Regions from separate parts of the Gossypium hirsutum genome. Here region 1 is linked to region 2. Evidence: chromatin contacts called from public Hi-C data. All regions are on one chromosome and are shown on one strand. The core of a region is the stretch at or near the end of the contact, and the rest is flanking DNA. Distances in the headings are between cores, read along the strand shown.

What was found. Hi-C and Micro-C count contacts between places; a contact is called where the count stands out from the background.
Region 1: a Hi-C map of fibers shows a contact between it and region 2, with 2.1 times the contacts expected there. The contact joins the promoter of LOC107922595 here to the enhancer-like site in region 2. A contact is called at or near these places in 9 of 34 Hi-C or Micro-C datasets (callus, fibers, hypocotyl and 1 more).

The regions. Positions count from the first base shown.
Region 1 is chrD01:11,283,485-11,289,530 of Gossypium_hirsutum_v2.1, reverse strand. LOC107922595 (40S ribosomal protein S8) reads left to right here and starts at 2,289. Exons shown (of 5, transcript XM_016852699.2): 1 at 2,289-2,447; 2 at 2,555-2,627; 3 at 3,036-3,372; 4 at 3,583-3,752; 5 at 3,926-4,249. The coding sequence starts at 2,444. The coding sequence ends at 4,001.
Region 2 is chrD01:11,244,706-11,250,476 of Gossypium_hirsutum_v2.1, reverse strand. It overlaps LOC107921978 (glycerophosphodiester phosphodiesterase GDPDL3), which reads right to left. Exons shown (of 9, transcript XM_016851776.2): 9 at 5,368-5,771. The coding sequence ends at 5,631. Among protein-coding and RNA genes, the nearest start is that of LOC107921978, 9.6 kb to the right of the region's middle. Within about 2 kb of position 3,461, at least 6 of the 9 cell types and tissues checked have an H3K27ac peak or open chromatin away from gene starts, as enhancers often do. A contact at or near this core is called in fibers, where this site is marked.

The DNA of each region.
Region 1 (6,046 bases), core at 1,040-3,539, 40 kb before region 2:
CCGTTCAAAATATGAGAAGATTTTGTTAAAAATATAGGCCCGAAAAGTAGGATTGGACAAAAAAATAAGATCTGTTTAAAAAATAGGTCGGGCCTCAGGTAAAATATTTTTGGCTTAAACTCAGCCCGGCCCAAATTCACTAAATGAAAAAAAAAATTGCTTTTTTTTTTGTTTTTGAATGTTATTTTCTTGTTGTTTCCTCTCTATTTTGCTACCATTTTACTATTATGTTACTACTATTTTATTGTTATTATTTGGATATTGAATAAAACTTATTTTATTGTTAATTTGGTTATTATTTTAAAGGTATTTATTAATTTTGTTATTATTTTAGAGGAATTTACTTGTTAAGTTGCATTTATATTAGTGTTATTTAAGTCTACATATTTTTTAAAATTTATTTTCAATTTGTTGGGAAATATTTATTTTGATGTTTTTAGTATTTTTGATATAATATATATATTTAAAAATTATATAAAAATTATATAAAAATTTAATATGGGCAGACCAGGTCGGGCCCAAGTTTTAGTATTTTTATTCAGGTCGAGTTTGGATAAAATTTTAGGCCCATTTTTTGAGCCGAGCCTAATAAATGGGCTTGAATTTTTAGTTGAGCCCGACCCGAACCCGGACGCAGGCCATGAGTACCTCTAACATAAACAAACACCCACTATTTTTGGGTTTCATTCCTTCATTAATTTTATTAAATCTCCATTTTCTTTGTGGATATGTTACAGGTTTTACCAGGGATTTAAATTGCGGTCGCGGTCGCGTTTTCGGTCGCATTGCGTTTATCGCGGTTGCGGACATAACGGATGCTATGCGGTCGTGAATTTTACATTACTTATTGTGTATTGCGGGTATAGCGGATTTCGGCAGTAGCGGTTTCGGACGGTGCCGCTACTGCTATATAACGGCCGCTATTTCGATAACGGACCTCTATTTAAATCCCTGGGTTTTACTTTCAATGCGCCTTCTCGGGATCAGATCTGAAGTATTACTTCTATCTGGTAAGCAAATTGTTGCTTTTGATCATATGGCTTTTATCACTACATTGATTTCAGGTGATTATGGGGCTGGTGACATCTGGATGCGCGGCGGTGGGATATATCGGTAGATATGGAGAAGAATCAGTGTAACCATGTGGGGACGTTTTGCTATCAAATGATGATATCCATGGTGTTATCTTACTTGGCCTTCTTTTTCCTACTTTGCTCTTTGTGTTGCGCCTGGCAACAAAGTCATGTAGCAGTATGAATCACCATGAAAGGAAGGCAAGTCACGAGTGGTTGGTTGGTTGCGCCCTTCAAGATTAGAAATTACAGTGTTCCTAGGGATATTATATGTTTTATATATAGTTGTAACAGTATACCTTACATGTTTTACTGCTTATTTCAGATTAGGTGTTGATGGCGGGAGTTGGATTGAAGTCCCATTTTTTAAAAATTGTTTTAAGTTTAGGCTCGTTTTTGGATAATTCAACCCTTTAAAAATTAAATTTACTATTCAAAAATTAATAACATATTGAAAATATATTTTTTATTATTTAAATTGAATTCAAGTTTGATTGAGCCAATATGAAAATTGAGTCGAGCAGGCTATCTAACCTTTTCAACAGTTTTAACTTATTCTTATAATTGATGGAACAAATTTTAAACAATATGCTAACTCCTGGTTAATAGTTTTAAAGTAAGTTTGGATATGAGGTGCATTTAGTTGTGATTAGAGTAAAAACAGCGATAACAGTGAGATTAGATACTATAGCATGAGACAAAAAGTAAGCTAAATACATTACGCTGCACCCCACTATCCATCTAATCTCATTCTTAATTTACATAAGTTTTAAGGTTTGACCTATTTATATATCCTTTCTTTGATAGCCTATAAATATAAATTGAGAAAGAAAAATAGAAGAATAGAGAAGGATTGTTGGAGTTTGGAAAAAAAAATCGTCATGCTGTAATTATTATTTAATGGGTTAATGTGTCACATTAGCAATCCGTTAGTAAATAATATATAATTTAATGGGAGCGACTAGTTTAAACAATTATTTTATTTAGAGTGACTAAATTTAAAAAAATAAATTAAAATGATTAAAATAGAATAAACCCTATTTTAAAGTCAAGATTTATTTTACCCAAATTTCAAATATAACATCCAATAATGGTTGGGCTTTCTAAGGGATAAAATCATGAATGCAAACATTTTATTGGGCCAAGAAAGCATTAATCTAATTTACCCATGATTACTTTTTACCCTAACAATAACCCAACCCAAATTAGGACATTATGGTAATTAAACAAAAACTAGGGTTTTTGTGTATATGCGGGCTCTAACTTCCGCCTGTCACTGCTTCTGAATCCTAGCTTTTTTTTTCTTCACAGATTTGCTTCAACCCCCTCCCGCTCTTCCCCCTGCTAAAAGGCTTGAGCTTTCAGCCAAAATGGGTATTTCTCAAATTCATATGATTTTTGTTCATTAATATCTTCTAAATGATGTAGTTTTCTGCTTGATTTTCTTGCTTAATGGTGTTCAATTTTAAATTTTCTGATAGGTATTTCTCGTGATTCGATGCACAAGAGGCGTGCCACAGGTGGCAAAAAGAAGGCTTGGAGGAAGAAGAGAAAGTAATCTGCAAAACCCTTCTTTTTCCTGTTTCTTATTAATCCTTTGATGACCTTTTCTTTATCATTTTTTGATCTGGTTGGTTGCTTAGAAAGTTGATTAAGGATTATTGAAAAAAAATCAGTTTTTGTTCTTGAAATTTACTTGAACTGATATTCCATTTTAGGCCTTTCGTTTTAGATTTAGCTTCATTTTATTGTCAGATGAGGATTTTGGAGAAATTTTATTGAGCTTTATCGGGGTTTATTTTCTTTGGGTAAATTATTTAACTTGCTCACCATTTCATTATCGTAAACTATGCTATTGGAGGCTAGAGATCTAATCCACTTCATCTATTATACTATTGGGTTGTTTGACTTGGTTTTCAATCTTAGTTTGTCCTACCTTATTGATGGTTTGTTTTTTATAAGGTATGAGCTTGGAAGGCAACCAGCAAACACAAAGTTGTCAAGCAACAAGACAGTCAGGAGGATTAGGGTTCGTGGTGGAAATGTGAAGTGGCGCGCTCTGAGGCTCGACACTGGAAACTACTCATGGGGAAGTGAAGCTGTGACTCGTAAAACCAGAATATTGGATGTGGTCTACAATGCATCTAACAATGAGCTTGTTCGTACTCAAACTTTGGTGAAGAGTGCTATTGTTCAAGTTGATGCTGCTCCATTCAAGCAATGGTATCTCCAGCACTATGGTGTCGACCTTGGTCGCAAGAAGAAAACACTTGCAGCAGCTACCAAGAAAGATGGAGAGGTAGGAGGAATTTTTTTAAATATTCTTTTTCACCTGGATGTTATTGCTTCAATAATAGATTAGTTCCTTTGTTGTCGAGTTAATTGTTTTTGTAAGTGTTAGTTATTTTGCTGTGTCTTTCTTTAATATTTCGGTGTCAGTTACAAAGTTCACTTGACCATAATCTGAGGGCATTGAATCTTACAATGTTTTGCTTCATTTTGTATATAGGAAGGTGAAACTGTTGCTGAGGAGGCGAAGAAGAGCAAACATGTCTTAAGGAAGTTGGAAAAGCGTCAGCAGAACCGCAAGCTCGACCCACATATTGAGGATCAATTCAGTAGTGGTCGTTTACTGGCTTGTATCTCTTCACGGCCTGGTCAGTGCGGCCGTGCTGACGGGTATGTAACCTCCTGACTTTTACCATTGTAATGCACAATTGCTTTGTTAAAGGAATTATTTATAGACAGCTGATAAATTCCTTTCACTAATCTCTTGGAGGATAAGTAGGACAGGACAAGTGACAATAACACTATTATACCACTTATTCTAATGTGTGAAATGGGTTTTACAGGTATATCTTGGAAGGCAAAGAACTGGAGTTCTACATGAAGAAGATCCAGAGAAGGAAGGGAAAGGGAGCTGCCTAAAGTTTTGTTACTTGAGATTTCATATTTCAGATCAAATGTCCCTTTTTTTAACCTTTCTTTCACCATTTTCAGGAGATTTTGAGATTGTGATAGTGGTTACACTTTTAGTATGAATTTTCAAGTAGTGAAGTTGTGTCTTAATTCAACAGTATTATCATATACCTTGAGCTGCATGTTTTTTTTGTACTTGGAATTTAGTTGATATTTAACTTAATATAAATGGCAGCCTGTTTTGGGATTTTGTATTATCATATAGGATGATTTTAGTTGATGGTTAAAGCTTGATTAGCTCTTAACTCGACATAATTCAAACAAGGAACACAAAAGTTGCAGACATGGAGTGGATAAATATTTACATATAATCATGATGAAGAAATGGATAAGCTGCTTTTCGGCAAAAGTACCTAAATCGTTTTATTATACCTTGCTTTGCATTTGGATGTTAGGTGAGGGAGCAAACAGTTTTTTGTTAAATTTGTACAGTTAAATGTTTGATTTGGTGTTTATATACAATATATGATAATAAATTCATTTTTTAATCTTTATACATTTATTTAATTTGACTCATTAGTAAAGATTAAAAAGTTGGAAAAATTAAGCATATAAGTCAGTTTTAAAAGTTATTTAGGGTTTTAGATTTTTTTTAATTTAGTGAAATAGGCCTTTTGGTAAGATGTGGATGTCATTCCAAAAGCGTGCTTTGTTGGACGTGCTTATAGGGCGTGATTTTACATGTAGCACCCAATGCGATTTATTTAAATCAAAAATCAAATATATATATATGTTATCTGTTGGATCGCCTAAGAAAATTAAGGATGTTGATTTTCTAACTATTGCGACCAATAGCTATTGAAAAAAATTCCCCAACAATTAAAAAATTTTCCTATATATACACTCTATACTTTCAATTTTTTCATTTAGTCTTTATTCATCTATTCTCTCAACTCACTCTCAATTCTTTTATTTTTAATTTTCTATCCTAATCTCTCAATTTTCTAACCTAATTGTTTGTAATTTCTTAGGTTTTATTCGATTTTCATCATTTTAAAAATGTCAATGCCTTTAATTTGTTTAGATTACAAACACATTTTCGATGTTCAATTTTATTTTAATTAATATCATTATTAAGTTGTTAATATATATTTTTATGTTTATATAATCAGGACGGACATTGGATTATCAAAACATATATACACAATTTAACTGTGAGAATAATGCGTGTTATTGAAAAGTACTTGGAAGATGCGGGATTCTTAAATGTGTCACGCATGCTCAGCGAGGCTAAATTGGAGCCTGCACTTATCAATGCTTTGCTGGAAAGATAGAGACCCTAGACAAACATATTCCATCTTTCGTGCGATGAGTGTACAATTACACTCGAGGATGAGACATTACAACTCGGTCTATCGTTGATGTGTCCATCGTTTTGGGGTAGTGCGTGTTGCTGATTGGGGCGCAATTTGCCACCAACTATTAGTAATGTGTCGGGAGAGTTTAGTAGTAAACAAATAGATACGAAACGGTTAGAAGATAATTTCTCACATCTCGACAATCTTCTAATGCGGTTAAAAGACAACAATTCGTTCGAGCATTCATACTGAGGTTTGATCGGGAGTCTTCTAATGCCAAATAAATCTCAAAATCTGGTACATTTAATGTGGCTCCATGTTATACATCTTCATTGTAGCAACATCTTTGGAGGAAAACTCCATTCCAACTTGTAAATTGTCAAAATTTGTAGAACTCACACGACTCAGTCTTCTATGAGGAAGTTCTGGAAATCCTAACCCATTTTTAGCATCAATGTCGACAATAAGCATGTAGGGTGGAGGTTCATACGTCGTAAAATCTGATTGGGCTCCTCTAGCATTGTTTGAACCATCACTATCAGAATCACTCCCTTCTGGTTTAGTAGCAATGGTTTCTGTAACAACCCGGTTTGACTCTAATCGGAATAGTGGTTTCGGGACCACACATCCGAGTCTGAAAAATATTTTAGTATTTTTTTTGGTGTTTATTATGTGTGAATTTGCATGTGTGAAAGT
Region 2 (5,771 bases), core at 2,212-4,711:
TAGAGGGTTATTTTAGTTTCCTTCTTAGGATCTCTATTCAATATATGACAAGCTGTTAGAACAATTTCTCCCCAAAAATCTTGTTTAAGACCTAAATATGATAATATTGAATTTACCATTTCAGTCAAGACTCTATTTTTCATTTCAGCTACACCATTTTGTTGTGGTGTTTAAGAGGCTGAAACTTGATGGATAATCCTAGTGGATTCAAAATAACTTGGATTATAGTATTCTCCACCTCTATCCAATCTTAAACACTTGATAAATGATTCACACTGAAGTTCAACTTTAGATTTATAAACTTTAAATTTATCAAGTGCTTTATCTTTTGAATGCAGTAAATATATATATAGCAATATCTAGAACAATCATCAATAAAAGTAACAAAATATTTCTTTCCACCTAATGTAAGAGTATTATGTATGTCACATAAATCACTATGTATCAAAACAATCAACTTTGTTTTCCTTTTGACCTTAGGGAAATGGTTTCTTGTAATTTTAAGTTAACATACATGTATTGCATTTTCCAATATTATTAAAAATAGGAATTAAATCTAACTTATACATGTCATTCAAATTTCTATAATTCAAATGACCTTATTTATAATGCCATAAACAAGAAGATTCGACCTAAATAGAAATAGTATTTTTATTCTTATTAATAATTTTGAGTTTGAACATGTTCTCATACATATATCATTTTCCTACAAAAATTCCTCCCTTAGACAAAATAAACTTATCTACCTCAAAAACAAGTTTGAAACCAAACTTATTCAACAGATTTTCAGACACAAATTCTTCCTAACTTCTGGTACATAAAGTACATCATTCAAGGTTAAAACATTTCCAGAAGTAAATTGTAGTTCAATAGACCCTTTGTTTTTGATTGTTGAGGTGGAAGAATTTTCCATGTACAAAACATTGTCATTTTCACATTGTGTGAACTTTGTGAACATGCTTTTGTCTTTGCACACATGCTTGGTTGCTCCGGTATCAAGTCACTATGCATTATCATCTTGTGCCATATTAATTTCAGATATCAGTGCAACGAACTTTTCGTTATTATTAGTCTTAGAAGATGATTTCTTCCTTAAAAATTGACATTCATTCTTGAAATGTCTCGGCTTACCACAATGATAGCATATGCCATTTTGTTTCTTTTTGAACTTAGGTGTTCTATCAGTCTGTTTGAACTTTCTCTTGAATGGTTTAGTAGTCTGTACTTCCTCTGTAACATGCACTTTAGCATTTTCAGAATTTAGGTTCTGGTCTTGCTTTCAATATTCTTCTTCAATATGAAGATGATTTGGCCTCAACATATATTTCCTCTTTCTTATGTTTTAGACTTCTTTTAAAGTCTTTCCAAGATGGAGGGAATATGTCTATTATGAAGGATACAACAATCATTTCATCCATTTTCATATCACATTGCTTAAATTGATTTAGCATTTTTTTCAATATCATGAAATTATTCCATAACAGAACGACCATAAACCATTTGATAACTATTGAAACAACTAACAATAAATTTCTTACTTGTAGCATCGTCGGTATCTTGTCTCTAATTTGTCCCATAATTTCTTAGTGGTGACCTCGTTTTGGTAGGTGTTGAACAAACCATCGATTAACTATTCAATATGTGGCCTATGCACATGTAGTTAACTTTGTCCCATTTTTGCCTTTCTCAGGTTGCAGCAACAGATTCATTTTCATTCTCTTTTGGTCTTGTATCCAAAACATAGGCAATCTTCAAAGTTGTTAATTAGAAATGCATCTTTTTCTGCCATCGCCAAAAATTGCCACCATCAAAACGATCAAGTTTGACAAAGTTGGAAGTCAACTCCCTTAGTGTTTAACTTTTATGTGTTGTGGTAGTCATCATGAATGATATAACCTTAAAATTGTTAGTACAAATCTCCGATGAGGAAAATCTCGAACACACGAACGGAACTCGAACAGAAAAAGAAGAAATAGGACAAGGCTCAAAGGCGTATATCAAACCACTATCTTTAAGGTTATATTCACCCCCACCTATCTTCGGTGCGCACAAGAGTTTCAAGCAAATTAACCTCGAGGATACAATAAAGCAAATGAATATTTGCGTTTTACACTGACGAGAATAGTCCACTAAACACTAAGCAATGAATAACAAGAAACTCAATTTCTACACAGAATTTATACAATAACTCCTTATAGAACAATCTAATAATATTAAAAAATGAGGAAGGATATAAATAACTTTTAGAACTTGTTGGTGTAGTTTTCAAATGAAATCTCATTCCTATTTATAGGAATTTTCATATCTCTTCATAGAAACATCTTTCAATAGGTGTTGTTTTGAATAATAATGTCCTTAAAAAAACATATAATTATTCATTTAATATTATAACTCAAATAATATTATTTTTCCTAATTATTTTTTAATGTTTATGATTTTTTTTTAAAATTTTATATTTTTAAACCCATTGAAAAGAAAATCGATGACTTAATTAATTCAACCCTCGATAGAATTCTTAAAACATTGATTTGTATAGAGCATGAATTTTAGATACTGAATCTAATTTTTCTTCCCAACATTTTTAAGATGTTTTCTTTTTTGTCAATAAAGGAACACTCATCAATTAAATAGTTCGATTCATAGGAAAGCTAACCATGTACATCCACAAGAGGAGGAAGAAAATATGAGAGGTCAAAATAAACAACCTAGTTACAAGTTGAACTCCTAGTTTCGTACAAAATACTAGAAATGGTATTGCTTCCTCTTGGTAGATATGAAGTAGACTACTGCACTAGAAGTTGCTCAACAAAGTCCTATAGTCATAAATAAGATTTTTGATGGAACTCACAATAACGACCACATCAAACTCGACAACGATACAATAAATGTGCAAACTTTTAGCAAGTTGAAGTCCATCCTAAGACCCCCATAGTTCGACTATTATATTAGAAGAGATCCCAATAAATCTATGATAACAAGCAATCCAATGATTATTATGATCCCTAACGATGGCTCCTGAGCCAGTATGTCCTGGGCTCGTAAGTGAGGATCCATTATAGTATTTAGCAGGAGCGTAGATAAGAGGAGGTAGATGATCTTGACCCCAAAAATGATAAGTGTGATTTAATCCCTTTGAAACTTATGAAATTACAAGTTATTATAATGGTGAAACTGCATTTTAGTCTTCAAAAATTTATGGTTCATCTTTGGCCTCAAAAGCTAGTTTTCTAACTTCGCCCGTAGGTTTTAGGATGTCAGTCTTAGACGTGGTGTCCTCAACCAAAGATTGTACCCTTTCCCAGAAACTTATGGAAGGAACCGCTTGTATCCTCAACTACATCCTCCATCAGATGTATGTCATCATCTTCCAGAAACCCTTGATTACTTTCAGTATCAGAAACAGAGTTCATCTATTTATCCCCAAACCAAATCATGTTTCCATTCTGTGTATCAACTGCTATATCTCCCACGTCAATGGGATCGTCCTCTCGTAGCCTAAAGCCTAACTTTTTAAGTGGCTCTGCCACCCATCGCCAGTTGACTTGAATTTCCAGCCTCACCCCTAGCCTTGATTTTCTACGTTGCAACTTTATTTCGTCTATTTTGGTTTAAATATCCTCACACAGCAGCAGCAGCTTTAGAAATGTGCTAAATTTGGGTAATACTTGCATCCTAATTGTATGTTATGCCCTTTAGAAAACCCTCACACATATTTAATTTCTTTGATGATCTTTCTTTTTCTTTTTACCATTTTAATATTGTGTAAAAAATACATCAATCATTAACTGAATGATAAAAAAATTATTTCAGTCTTCAGCTAATACTAACTCTGAGTGTGATATAAGGCCACAATCAATACCACAACCTCTTGAATGAAATATATACCTTATTATGATACTTACGGTTACTGACTCACAACCCAAATGGGTTCGGGTTAAACTCTACACGGTTCACACATCAAGTTCACCTATTGAGCTCGCACGACATTAAGAATTCGCAGGAGGGACACTTACACCCTCCCATGAGATCACACGTGAGATCGCACATGAGACTGTTCGCATGGCACTACATAAGGCAAACCCCTATCGTAGAAACACGTGTCAAATCTAGAGCAAAGTACGTATTAGCATGCATGAAAGCTACCTAAGATATCACATCAGTGAACAATAATCATATCATATAAATAGACAACCTTATCATCTAAGGAGGATAAAGAAAAACACTCAACATACCTACATAGAGAAATCAGAGTTTGCCGCCGTAGGAAGTCGAAATTAGTTGGGGGATTATATACCAATTTTACCATTTCCGTATCTACGAAACTTAACTGTAAAGTGAAATGATACATTACTTCTCACATAAGACTTCCTCCAGTTATGTTATGATACAAAAATGCATGCATTAAACCTCATCATGCCACAAAAGTCATGAATACAGCTGGATTTATAGAATGTCAATTGGGGTTAACTTATACTGCTGAAATACAATATATATACAGTATCTTGTAAAAGATCTGAGACCCTAAGGTTCCAACAATCTCGCAGTGAGCTTGTCCAGGACTGACGGTTGAATCAGTACAAGTTGTATCGAAAGGTAACCATGCAAGGAGTAAAGGTTTACTAAAAAAAGTTGGTGACATGGGATTTCCATCATTAAGATCAATGGCTATGATGATAAAATGAAGAATACGTAGCAGAGATGACGGAGATAAGGAGCCTTTGATCAGAGGCAAATAAGAGAAGCAAAAGGTTAAACTAGATAAGAGGGACTGTTGCGAGATGACCATTCACGCATCATGCACATTTAGCGAATCCTTCAAAATTGACGAAGTCGTCTAGACTGGTGAATCCTTTAAGCTTTGAAAACTCCCTATTGGCGAATTCATCAAATATTGACAAACCCTCTAAAGATTGACGACCTCATTAACTTGACGAATTAAGAATGCAAACTAGAATCGCAAAAAAGATGCGAGCTGTTTGGAGAACCATGTAGCTATGAAGTAACTAGATTTGAAGAATGTTTTCCTTTCTTAGAAGATTTAGAAATTATTAGTATAACACATTTGTTATTTATTAGCATAAAATCTTTGTTATTTTCTTCTGTAGTCAGAAGCTTTTCTTGTTATAAATACCCCTGTTCTTCATTATTCAATATAGGGTGAAATATATAAAACTTTTGCAGACTGTTTTATTGCAAAATCTCTTATTAACTCTTTGCAATTCTCTTTCTTATCGTCGTAATTCCAGAAGGCACTGATATGGAAGCTGTGGAGATTTAAGGGGATTATATATATAAATATATATATAGAGAGAGAGAGAGAGAGAGATCCATAAATAATTCATAGAAATGAATAATGGCAGAGATATCTTACACAAATCAAATAGGAAATGCATCCATTAAAGATATGTAGCTCTCAAGAATTGTTCTTTTAGAAAAAGGAAGACAATGAGAAGAATGAACATACCTACAAAATTATAAGGTAAAAGGAATTAACACTGCTGTTTGGAGGGGAGACAACTAAGAAAAACTGGTCTTTGCCACGGGCACTGCACTCCTGCAGCAAAACCTTCAACCTACTCGATATCCAAGCAACAAGATTTATAAAAAATTGAGAGCAAGGCCGACTCTTATCAGATTTCAAAACAGTAATACATGGCAAGAAGCACAGCCATAAGTGGTACAATGATAGAGGCAGCAACTTTAGGCTGTCCGTTTGGTGCTGGGGCCGCTGCTACAGTGCCCGATGGAGTAGAAGTCGAGGTTGTTTTGGC